2 separate regions of the Sus scrofa genome follow, and region 2 is linked to region 1. The links are chromatin contacts, called in public HiChIP or PLAC-seq maps. All regions are on one chromosome and are shown on one strand. The core of a region is the stretch at or near the end of the contact, and the rest is flanking DNA. Distances in the headings are between cores, read along the strand shown. Region 1 has its middle 46 kb from the start of LANCL2. Region 2 holds the start of VOPP1 (vesicular, overexpressed in cancer, prosurvival protein 1).

Evidence for each region. HiChIP or PLAC-seq counts read pairs in DNA pulled down with a chosen protein or histone mark.
Region 2: an H3K27ac HiChIP or PLAC-seq map of skeletal muscle shows a contact between it and region 1. The contact joins the promoter of VOPP1 here to the enhancer-like site in region 1. A contact is called at or near these places in 7 of 47 Hi-C or Micro-C datasets (alveolar macrophages, brain, embryonic fibroblasts and 3 more) and 2 of 2 datasets of contacts at active chromatin or transcription factors (alveolar macrophages and skeletal muscle).

The regions. Positions count from the first base shown.
Region 1 is chr18:48,593,926-48,599,585 of Sscrofa11.1, forward strand. No RefSeq gene overlaps it. Among named protein-coding and RNA genes, the nearest start is that of LANCL2, 46 kb to the left of the region's middle. Within about 2 kb of position 1,691, at least 49 of the 83 cell types and tissues checked have an H3K27ac peak or open chromatin away from gene starts, as enhancers often do. A contact at or near this core is called in alveolar macrophages, brain, omental adipose tissue and 1 more, where this site is marked.
Region 2 is chr18:48,691,780-48,697,292 of Sscrofa11.1, forward strand. It overlaps VOPP1 (vesicular, overexpressed in cancer, prosurvival protein 1), which reads right to left and starts at 2,079. Exons shown (of 5, transcript XM_021079345.1): 1 at 1,806-2,079. The coding sequence starts at 1,859. It overlaps LOC106506850 (a long non-coding RNA gene), which reads right to left. Exons shown (of 2, transcript XR_001302456.2): 2 at 4,455-4,720. It also overlaps a transcript of PGAM2 not described here.

The DNA.
Region 1 (5,660 bases), core at 441-2,940:
TGGAAAAAAATTTTTAAATAAGAGGGACTGACAGTGCTGGAGGGAACACAAATTACTGCGGTTTATTTGGGAGGCGCCACACTTCAACATGAAAGTTCTCAGGCCAGAGATCAAGCCGGCGCCACAACAGTGACAGGAGACCGGAGGGGCCACAAGAGATCCCCACAAATTCCTGTTTTAAATAGGGTGGTCAGAGTAAGACCGGAGACAGGGACACTTGAGCCAAGACTTGAAGTAATTTAAAGGGTTGAAGTAATTTAAAGGAGTGGCCCAGATGCATATCTGTGGAAAGGGCACAGGACAGAGGGCGTGCCCAGGCAGAGGCGCTTGGGTGTCCAAGAGCAGAGTGAGCCAGTAGAGGGGCCTGGGAGACTGTTCTGCGCCCTTTGGCCGTGGCTCTGGGCGAAGTAGAGCCATGGGAGAGCGTAGGCGAAGAACACCATCTGATGATGCATTATCATCCTGCAGGAACAGCGGGTGGACGCAGGATAGCGGAAGGCTGGTCCCGGTGTGAGTGCAAGTGGGCGTGGCAAGAGTGCCCAGAGTCCAGACGTGCCCTGGAGCCAGTAGGCTTTCCTGGCAGGGGCAGAGCGCCAGGACAGGCTGAGACGTGGAAGAGGCCCATCAGCGGAGCGGGGTCCACTTGGGCACGAGGAGTCTGAGGTCCCAGGGACGGCTGGAGTTTGGAGAGGAGTGTCCTCTCTGGAGTCATTTGCATGTTGATTCTTTGCAGCAGAGTGAGGTGGGAGAGCTCACTCAGGGAGTGAGGGCAACAGGAACCAGCGAGGAAGGGGCCAAGGCAGAGCCTTCAGGGCCGTGAACTTGGGAGGAGTGTGCTCAGACAAGGAGCGTGAGAAGCAGCAGTGGGGTCTGTGCTCCTGGGGGCCAGTGAGGGACGCGCATGTGTGCAGAGGGCGTGACCCGCTGTTTCGGGCGACCCTGAAACCTAAGAGAGGCTAAGAATTGCCCGCGGGTTCAGCTGCCTGGAAGTCCTTGGCGAATGGATGAGCAGCACAGACCCCACTTTGCAGGAGTTTTGGTGCAAACGAGGCGGAAGAAATGGGGCCATAGTTGGTGCGAGGAAAGAAAAAGCTCCCCCCCCCCCCGAGAAAAATAGCAGTGTGTTTGTAAATCAGTGCATGTGATCCAATGGGAGCGTTCTAGAAAAGTGATGCAGGACAGAAAGGGGGGCAGGCTGCAGGGATGGCTTCAGGTAGGCAGAGGGCACGGGGCTGGCACGCAGGCGGAGGGTGGGTGCTGGTGGAGGGAGCCGCCCACGTCCCCGACCTCTTCGCGCTCCTCCGTGAAGTGGGAAGTGAGGCAGCGTCTGCTGAGTGGAAGTGGAGGCGGAGGCGGCCTGTGATTTGAGGGAAGAGGAAGTGCGACTGTGTCCCCGGGACGCGGGGGAGGGGAGGAGGGGCTCGGACCGGGCTCGGCAAACCAGTGGAGAGTTTGATAGGACGCGGACTGCTAGGCTAGTGTCTGATTAGCAGGGCTGGGGTGGGGTCTGGGGATTCATTTTCTGATGCGTGCCAGGCTGGACCTGGCCGCCCTGGGCCCCCCACCCTGGAGGAAAGCTCCTGTCTTCCTCCCCCTGGATCCTCTGCTCCCAGACGGCCAGTCTAGACCTGCAGAGACCACTCAGGGGGAGGGCCGTCTTCCGGCCATGCTTGGCTTCCCTTTCGGTTTATCTGAACTGCTTTTCCCGTTGCTTGGCTTTCGTTTTTATCTTTGCTACTAGAGGGTCCGCTAGTTACGTGCTGTAGAAGCCGATTGGACGTTCTGGTCCGTGTGGTGAGAGCGGGCTGGACCTTCCAGCGGGGGAGGGGCTGAGATCAGTGCCTGCAGGTGGCAGGAGGGACCCTGTGCGGAAGAAAGCTGGGCAGCCGCCTTCCCTGGACGGCCCTGCAACCTTCCACTGAGTCTCGTGTCCTCTGGGCCAGAGCCCAGAGCACTTTCCAGGAAAGAAGCTCCAGTTTGGTGCTGGGAAGGGGAGGAGGCTGTGATGCCACCGGGCAGATGGGGAGGCGTCTCCTGTCTGAGGGATGTGGGTGCTGCCATCCCACAGCCGTGGACGGGCTCTAGGTCCCTGCAGGCTGAGGACCCCCCTGCCGAGCCACCATCCCCCATTCTTCTGCTCTGGGCTTCCTCAGCCTGTGGCTGCTTCCTCCCCTTGGCTTCCTGCTCTCTGGGCATCACTGTGGCAGGAGGGGCCCACGTGCTCCGCCTGCAACTCCTCTTGCTCCGGCCCTCCAGCCGGGTTTGAAGGGCCAGGCACTGCCCGATGTTTTTGCTCCCACAAAGGACGCATAATTGTCCTGGACTCTTCTTCTTTTTTATTTGTTTATTTATTTATTTTGGTCTTTTTAGGGCCACACCCATGTCATATGGAGGGTCCCAGGCTAGGGGTTGAATCGGAGCTGTAGCTGCTGGCCTCCACCACAGCCACAGCAATGCCAGATCCCAGCCATATCTGTGACCTACACCGCAGCTCACGGCCATGCCAGATCCTTAACCCACTGAGCGAGGCCAAGGATCAAACCCCCGTCCTCATGGATACCAGCGGGGTTCGTTATCACTGAGCCACAGTGGGCGCTCCCGGGGAACTCCTCTTGAGCTGTAGTCAGCTCCCTCTGCTATTGTAATCATTGCGTCCTGAGCACAACTGGAACATCCCGTTACTGGCGGGTCCGCTGCGCTGTCACACATCGAAACAAGGCCTGGTGGGGGGTGGCTGCTGTTCCCAGAACAGAAACACTCTAAGGCTTTCTCACATGGAATTATCTCACTAATAGTTCTGCTTTCGTCCCTGTGGAAAGCCGTTTATTTTAGTCAAGTAGAAAAATGCATAAATGAAAAGTGTTGAGTTTGTAAAGCACCCCATTTGCCCAGAAATTTCACCATCACAGGTAGTTGCCATCTCCCGAAGATCAGACCTCGAAGATCAGCAAGGGAAGTGCGAGGTGGCTGGAGGAAGAGGGGACAGGGACAGGGACATGTGCCCGCATCCGAATCCAGGGGGACACGGGGGACTGCAACGAGAGGGCTCCCTGAAGCCAGCCTCTGGGTCCCGATCTGGGCTCTGTCACTGTCACTCCCCGTAGGGCTGTGGGGAGGATTAAATAGCTGGAGGGATCCCAGTAACACACCCAGCACAGTGCGAACATTCATTCAGTAACTGTCACTTCTGCTATGAAACTAGGGCTTCAGTAACTGAAATCGGATCACTTTCTGGGGGAAGAAGTCTGCGATAATGGAACCGGTTGCTTCGGTGCTGGCCCCACCTAAGAGGGCAGTGGGCAACCCCAGCTGCCAGGGCCGGGGTGGGGGTGGTTCTCACCAGGTCTTTCCATCCCAGCGGCACTTCCCTCTTTGTTCTGGGAACCCCAGGTCCTTCCTTCCGGGAGGCACTTGCCCCTCCCACTTCAGCACGCACACGCCCAGTGTATTTTATTAATGTTTTATTCGTAACTTTAAGTGGAATATAATCTAAAAAATACTGAATCACTGTTGTACACTCTAATATAAATCAACCATAAAATAAATATAAATAAAAATAAAATTTGGAATTCCCGTTGTGGCTCAGTGGGTTAAGAACTCTACATAGTGTCCGAGAGGATGGCGGGTTCGACCCCTGGCCTTGCTCAGTGGGTTAAGCCGCCGTTGCAGGTTGCAGCATAGGTTGCAGAGGCAGCTCAGATCCGGTGTGGTTGAGGCTGTGCCATAGGCCGGCAGCTGCAGCTCGGATTCGACCTCTAGCCTGGGAACTCCCATACGCCGCAGGCACGGCCTAAAAAGAAAAAAAATTAGCACTTTTTTGAGTCATCAGTGATTCCCAATAACCTACTGGAGGACTATAGCGACAGCGATTCGATTCTTCACCCGTTTATTCTAGGCCCTCATACACCTGAGTGCACCCCGCTTCCAGCGCAGGACGGGAATGCGGCCCGCGTGCCCAGCTGGCAGGGCGGCAGTGCTGATAAGCGTCGTCCGGCGGCAGCCCTGGGTGGCCTTGCAGAGGATGCTCGGCCACACCTTCCCACGAGGCGACTCAGAAGAGCTGCCAAGGTCAGAGCTACTGAGCTGTGGGGCCGAGATTCACCCAGACCCAGATTTATGGGAGCAGCATCAGATGATTCAAGGTCAAGGATAAAAATGGAGCTAATTTCCATTCGCCCTGAGAGGTGAGGGTAGTGGAGGAGGATAAGCCATTAGAGCAGGCGGCAGAGTGACAGCACATCATTTAAAGCTTAGTGGACAGAGACAGCAGAGCAGCAGCCAGCGGACGTGCTCCCGATCTGAGCATTCATCACACACATGACCTTTGTGATTCTCGCTTTATACCCTGTGCTCCCACAAGCATGATTCCCAGGGTTTCAGCCTATGAGACATTTGAAGGAATAAAAGAATAGAAATGTTACTGCTGTGCCGCCTAATGAGTCTCAGCAAGGACAGTCAGCCAGCTGCTCTCTGCAGACAGATTCCCTCCCCCAGACAGGGATACAGAGCGCCGCCTCCAACAAAGACCCTTCAGAGTCAAACTAAAAACCCGGAGTCTGACACGCTTCTCTACCCACCCGTTTACAAGGAATCCAAACCTCACAGAGATATTTGAATCACTTTGATGATGGAGAGTCCACCAGTAAATTCCAGACTGAGGGTGAATCTGCAAAACCAATGACGTGGCTTCTTTTACAAAAAGCAAAGGGATGAAGGAGCTGCTCTCATGGCTCAGCAGTAATGAACCTGACTCGTATCCAGAGGATGAGGGTTCGATCCCTGGCCTCACTCAGTGGGTTGAGGACCCAGTGTTGCCATGAGCTGTAGTGTAGTGTGCAGATGCAGCTTGGATCCGGTGTTGTTGCTGTGGCTGTGGTGTAGGCCAGCAGCTGCAATTCAGATTCAACCCCTAGCCTAGGAACTTCCATATGCCACGGGTGCAGCCCTAAAAAGACAAAAACAACCCCCCCCAAAAAAAACCCACCAATGAACATGTCTGTTTCCATGTGGACAGAAGTTGAGGAGCAACTTAGCCGGCCGTTCTGGCGCAGGGGCTGTCGTGAGATTGCCGTCAAGATGTCCCATGCAGCTGGAGGAAGACTCCCCGGATGGGCGCCCCCTGCTGGCGAGCTGTTGTTGCCAGCAGGAGGGGTCAGTTCATCTCTCTCCTCATTTCCTGGGGCTACCATCCCCGTTTCCCATTCTCGGTGATATTTGGACCAAATTTATTCTCTCAGTGCTTGCAGCGGGAAATCCAGAATCACAGTGTCGGCAGAGCCATGCTGTCTAAGGCTCTCGGGCACAGGAGCCTCTCTCAGCTTCTGGAGTGCCCAACCCTGCCTGGCCTCTGCCTTGCAGGTGCATTGCTCCAGTGTCTGCCTCCATCTCCACTGTCTTCCCATGTGTGTGTTCCCGGCCCCCCTCTGCTCTAAGACACCCTACCCAGCATGGCCACCCTCTTTCCAAGCAAGGTCACGTCCTGAGGGTCTGGGACGGACCTGAAGGGAGGGACCCACCTCCAACCCAGGGCACTGTCCACAAGGGCCTCTGGGTGCTGCTGCCTGAGGGGGCAGACGACACGGCAGCCGGGTTCCCCAGAGCAAGCGTCTAGGAGCCCAAAGTCATTCTTTGACGGCCGGGCCTCAGAGTCCATGCCAGCC
Region 2 (5,513 bases), core at 829-3,328, 98 kb after region 1:
ACTGCAGCAGCTGGGGTCGCTGCAGGGGCATGGTTTCAATCCCTGGCCTGGCGCAGTGGGTTAAAGAATCACGTGTTGCCGCAGGTGCCTCGAAGGTTCACTGCTGCAGCTTGGATTCAATCCCTGGCCTGGGGCACTTCCACGTGCCACGGATGCAGCCATAAAATGTAAAAAATTAAAAATAAACTAATAAAAAATGACCTTAGGGAGGTTACAACCAATGAAACGCTAGATGATTTCAGCAAGGGCGGATTTAAAAGTTGGGGAGACTGTATGCCTAGGTACAGACGCATCTGTTTCTTTGTGAATAGTGGTCTCAGTTTCACTTCTCTGTTACTGCGTCAGTGACGACCTGGGAGATGTGATTCCTAAGGTCATAGAATCCCGAATAAATTAAAAGAAGGCAAGTGGAGGGCAGTCCACAAAAACACGAACCGCTCAGCCAGGGAGATAGAAGAACAAAACCAGGAAGTCTTTGCTATGGCCAAGCCAGGCTCGAGAAACCTTTCCATCAGCCCTCCTTCCAGGAGAGTTAAGACTGACTCTCTGAATTTCGTTCTTAATGACTTAATTTAATTCTTTATAAATGAAGGAAACTGGAGTTTCCATTGTGGCTCAGCGGTAACAAGCCCAACTAGCATCCATGAGAACGCAGCTTCAATCCCCGGCCCCCATCAGTGGGCTAAGGATCCGGAGTAGCCAGGGAGCTGTGCTGTAGGTCACAGATGTGGCTCAGATCCCATGTTGCTGTGGCTGTGGTGCAGGTCGCAGACACAGCTGGGACCCCAAGTTACTGTGGCCGTGGCACAGCCCTCAGGTGCAGCTCCGCTTGGCCCCCTAGCCTGGAAATTTCCATATGCCGCAGGTGCGACCCTAAAAAGATAATAAATAAATAATAAAGGAGGGAAACCAAGGAGTCATTTCCAGGACAACACCCAACTATTAAAGAAAAGAGTTTTACTACCCAAAATAGAAAAGACACAAACGTAAGACTCTCATCACTCATTCACTTTGACTTCACTAATTTAACAAAAGTCCCTTCAAAACAATAAAGCTGAGTAAGGAGTGGAATAAGCCTAGTCCAGGCCACACCCCAGAACCCCACCAGCTCACATTTTAAAGAACCCGCTTTAGCGAGAAGGGGGTGGTCCCCAACCAGGATGCAACTTTCCAGCCAGGGGCGGCCGAGGTCCCCACGAGGCTGCGGCCGGCAGCGCTTCCTCCGTGGTGGCTTCAACAAGTCCTCTGTCTCGGCTCCAAAAGGCCACACCCACCACCCCAGCTCTCCGGGGTCCTTCCCTCGCGTCTGAGCACTTCGCGCATCGTTTTCACCAGCGGGGACCTTTCCTCCCGCTCAGCCCCGCCATCTCCCTCGCGGCCCCATGACGCTGCCGACAACCACGTCTCCGCTCGCTCGCACCTCGACCCGGAGGCGCCCCCGCCCCAGCCCCAAACCGCTGGGCGCCCCAACTCTGCGCCTGCGCCACTCCTGGGACCCTCACCCCACCCCGAGCCGGGGCCCTCGGGCAGGGGAAGGGGCGCACGGCCCGCAAAGGGGGCTCCCGTGTCCTCCCGACGCGCAAGAATCCGTAACGCGGTCGGGGGGATGGAGGGGCGTGAGAAGAGAGGGGAGGACGGGGGCGACCCCGCCACCAGGGCTCCGATCGACGCCTTCCGCACCGGGATCCGGGCGGGTGGGTGAGGCGCTGCCCCTCGGCCCTCAGCCCTCGGGGCTCGGGCAGACGGTCTCCCGGGCGCCTCGGTGCCGCTCCCGCTCAGCCCCGCCCGGCCCGGCCCGGCCCTACCTCTACGAGCAGCCCAAGCAGCAGCGCCGCCACCCTCCCGGGCAGGCGGCCCATGGCTGCGCGTCCTCCGGGTCGCAGGCGCCGGTCCGCGGCGAGGCTCTGGAGCGGCGGCCAGCAGGCGGGCGGACGGGCGGGATCAGGCCCCCGGGGCGCAGGGGCGCGCGGGCACACGCGGAGCCGGGAAGCTCCGCGCAAGCCCTCGCCCCGCTCCGCCCCCGGCACGCGCGCCCCCAGCTGGCGCGCGCCCGGCTCGCGCGCCCCCGGCTACATCCACGGGGTGCCGGCGTCGGCCCGGTCGGAGTGCACGCGCCGGAGCCCGCAGAGAGTCTCCCGGCGGCGGCTAGCGGGAGAGTAGCCGCCAGACGGCTCTGCCCTCGGAGGAGACGGTCCGGTCACTCCTGCACAGGCCAGTAAGGTTTTTAAAGGAAGCCAAGTCTGCGCGCGGTGAGGCGTGTTCTGGAGGGAGGCGGCTGTACGGGGACCCTTTGCTCTGTCTTGGGCGGGGTGCCTCCAGGGTCTTCAGGGTCCCTCCAGTCCCCGCGCAGCTTGGGGCCGTGCGCCCTCCCCACGTGTGACAGCAAGGACGGCCAAAGGATGAGAAGGCAGACCGGCCCCGGCGCCTCCCCTCTCACTCCGGTGTGGTGCTTTCATGCCTGCATCCTCCAGCTCTGGCAGTGCCCCACTGCCCCACGATTGGCTGGGCAGTTGAAGCCCACCCCTCCACTGGTGAGTTCGCCATGCCCTTCACCTCTGCTGAGCTGCCCATCCACCCCCGCTACCTCGCACTCCCCATATTTTTTTCACAACATGGCTCAGATCCCACTTCATTTGTGCAGTTATTCACCAAGAATTTATTGAACTTGTTGCACCAGATCCTGAGCTGGAGGGCCAGTACGTAGCGGGGGTGAGAAAACGCCGCCTGGTGTCTAAAGAGAGAGGGAATCACCTACACCAGTAGGTGCCAAGTGCCCAGTGCTGAGACCAGGGGTAGAGGATAATAACGGAGCATAAAGGACATGACCCTACCCTTGAACTGGAGGTGAAGGGAGGGGGTCAGGGAAGTAGATGTCACCCAAGGCAAGTCCCAAATGAAGCCACCATCTTCCCCCGAAACCCCACAACCCATCTCAGACTTTGAAGCTCGGGTTTTTTATTTCTCAGTGCAGAAGGAATTCAGTGAGAGGCAACGTGCTAGGTAAGATGTAGATTTATTGAGAGACACTCATTCTGTGGGCAGAATGCCATCTGTCTCAAAAGGTGAAAGTGGCCTGAAATACGGGCTGGTTAGTGTTTACGGGCTGAGTAATTTCAAAGACTAACCAGTGAGAGGATTATTCCAGCTCCACCTGTTTTGGGGAAGGGGAGGGGATTTCCAGGAGCTGGGCCACTGCCCACTTTTTGGCCTTTTATGGTCAGCCTCAGAACTGCCACAGCGCCTGTGAGTATGTCATTTAGAAGCTAATGAATTACACTGAGCATATAATGAGGCGGAAGTTGACGCTTCTGCCATTTTGGGCTTTATCAGTTCTAACGCAAGTTTTTTTTATCGTATCCAGTTTTTCTCAATGGATGTGTCCTTCTTTGAGGGTTGTGCCCTGCCCCCATTCCTCATGTCTCACAAACACTTTTCAGACTTCAACACATGAACTCATCTGATGGCTATAAAACCTGTACCACCAGACCCCACCCGTTGGAACCAGAACTTGCAAGTAAAGCAAAAAAGATGTCCTTGGCCTGCGTTGTCATAGTTACGCACCTTCAGACGAGACCACCAAGGGTCTTTGGATTCTAGTAACTTTGAGTTGCTATTTAATTTTTTTTTTTTTTTTTTTTTTTTGTCTTTTTGCCTTTTCTAGGGCCGCTCCTGCAGCATATGGAGGTTCCCAGGCTAAGGGTCTAATGGGAGCTGTAGCCACCGGCCTACACCACAGCCACAGCAACTCGAGATCCGAGGCATGTCTGCGATCCTTAAACCACTGAGCGAGGCCAGGGATCGAACGCACAACCTCATGGTTCCTAGTCGGATTTGTTAACCACTACGCCACGACGGGAACTCCTGACTTGCTATTTAAAATAAGGGCTTTTTTTTTCTTTTTATGGTCTCAAGTGCAGCATATGGACGTTCCCAGGCTAGGGGTCAAATCAGAGCTGCAGCTGCCAGCCTACACCAGAGCCACGGCAACGCCAGATCCAAGTCACATCCGTGACCTACACGACAGCTCACGGCAACGCCAGATCCTTAACCCACTGAGAAAGGCCAGGGATGGAACCCACATCCTCATGGATACTAGTCAGGTTCATAACCCACTGAGTCATAACGGGAACTCCCCAAATAAGGGCATTTTGTTACTCTTTTTTGGGCAGTTTGTTGAGATTGGGTTTTGTTTGTTTGTTTTTTGTTTTTTAGTTTGTTTGTTGTTTTTCTTTCTCTCCCCCCTCCCCCCCCGCAGTACATGGGAGTTCCCGGGCCAGGGATCAAATCCGAGCCTCAGGTGCAGCCCGTGAAACAGCTGTGGCAGTGCTGGATCCCCACCCACTGTACCAGGCCAGGGATGGAACCCTTGCCACCACAGAGACAACACCCAGATCACGAACCCACTGCGCCACAGTGGGAACTCCTATTACTCTTTTAAGGGCAGAAGTTAACTTGTAGAAAACTAAGCATGATCTTTGTTATTAATAAGATGCAGGGGTTTTTTTTTCCAATGGTGATGTAAATGATCTTATCCTGTAAAAATGCAGATGACCTCTGCCAGGCCCCGCACCTTAACCAGTTCTCTGTCTGATTTATCAGTCTTATCCCAAGCGTTTCCTTTTCTCCTTTTTCACAGGGTGTATATACAGTCAGTTGGTCTGCATTCTCCTTTGAAGCAACTTTGTCATTCTGCTGGTTCCCTTACTCCTGGGTTGTTGACCTGAAACAAATAAGACTCCCAGTTATTTCTCTAGCAAAGATGGGTTTATTCAGGATCAGCCAAGAACTGCAATTTGAGGCATACTACCACAGCAAGCCATGGGCCAGGCCCAGCAGGCAAAGCAGTGCACTCTTATAAAGGGGAAAAATAAATCCGTGAAACCAAGTGGGACCCTACAGGGCTTTCCTGGGTACAAACCCCTTCTGGGTCCCCCGTTTCTTTTCCTTTTTTTAAAAAAATGTGTATTATAGTTGACTTACAGTGTTCTGTCAATTTCTGCTGTACAGCAAAGCGACCCAGTTATGTATTTATACACATTCTTTTTTCACATTATCCTCCATCATGTTCCATCACAAGTGATTATAGTTCCCTGTGCTATGCAGCAGGATCTCATTGCGTATCCACTCCAAATGCAATGGTTTGCATCCACTAACCCCAAGCTCTCAGTCCATCCCACTCCCTTCCCCTCCCCCTTGGCAACCACAAGTCTGTTCTCCAGGTCCATGAGTTTGTTTCTTTTCTGTAGATAGGGTCATTTGTGCCATATATTAGATTCCAGATAGAAGTGATATTATATGGTATTTGTCTTTCTCTTTCTGACTTCCTTCACTTAGTATGAGAGTCTCTAGTTCCATCCATGTTGCTGCGAATGCATTATTTTGTTCATTTTTATGGCTGAGTAGTATTCCATTATGTATATGTACCACATCTTCCTAATTCATTCATCTACCTTTGGACATTTAGTTTGTTTCCATGTCTTGGCTATTGTGCATAGCGCTGCAATGAGCATAGG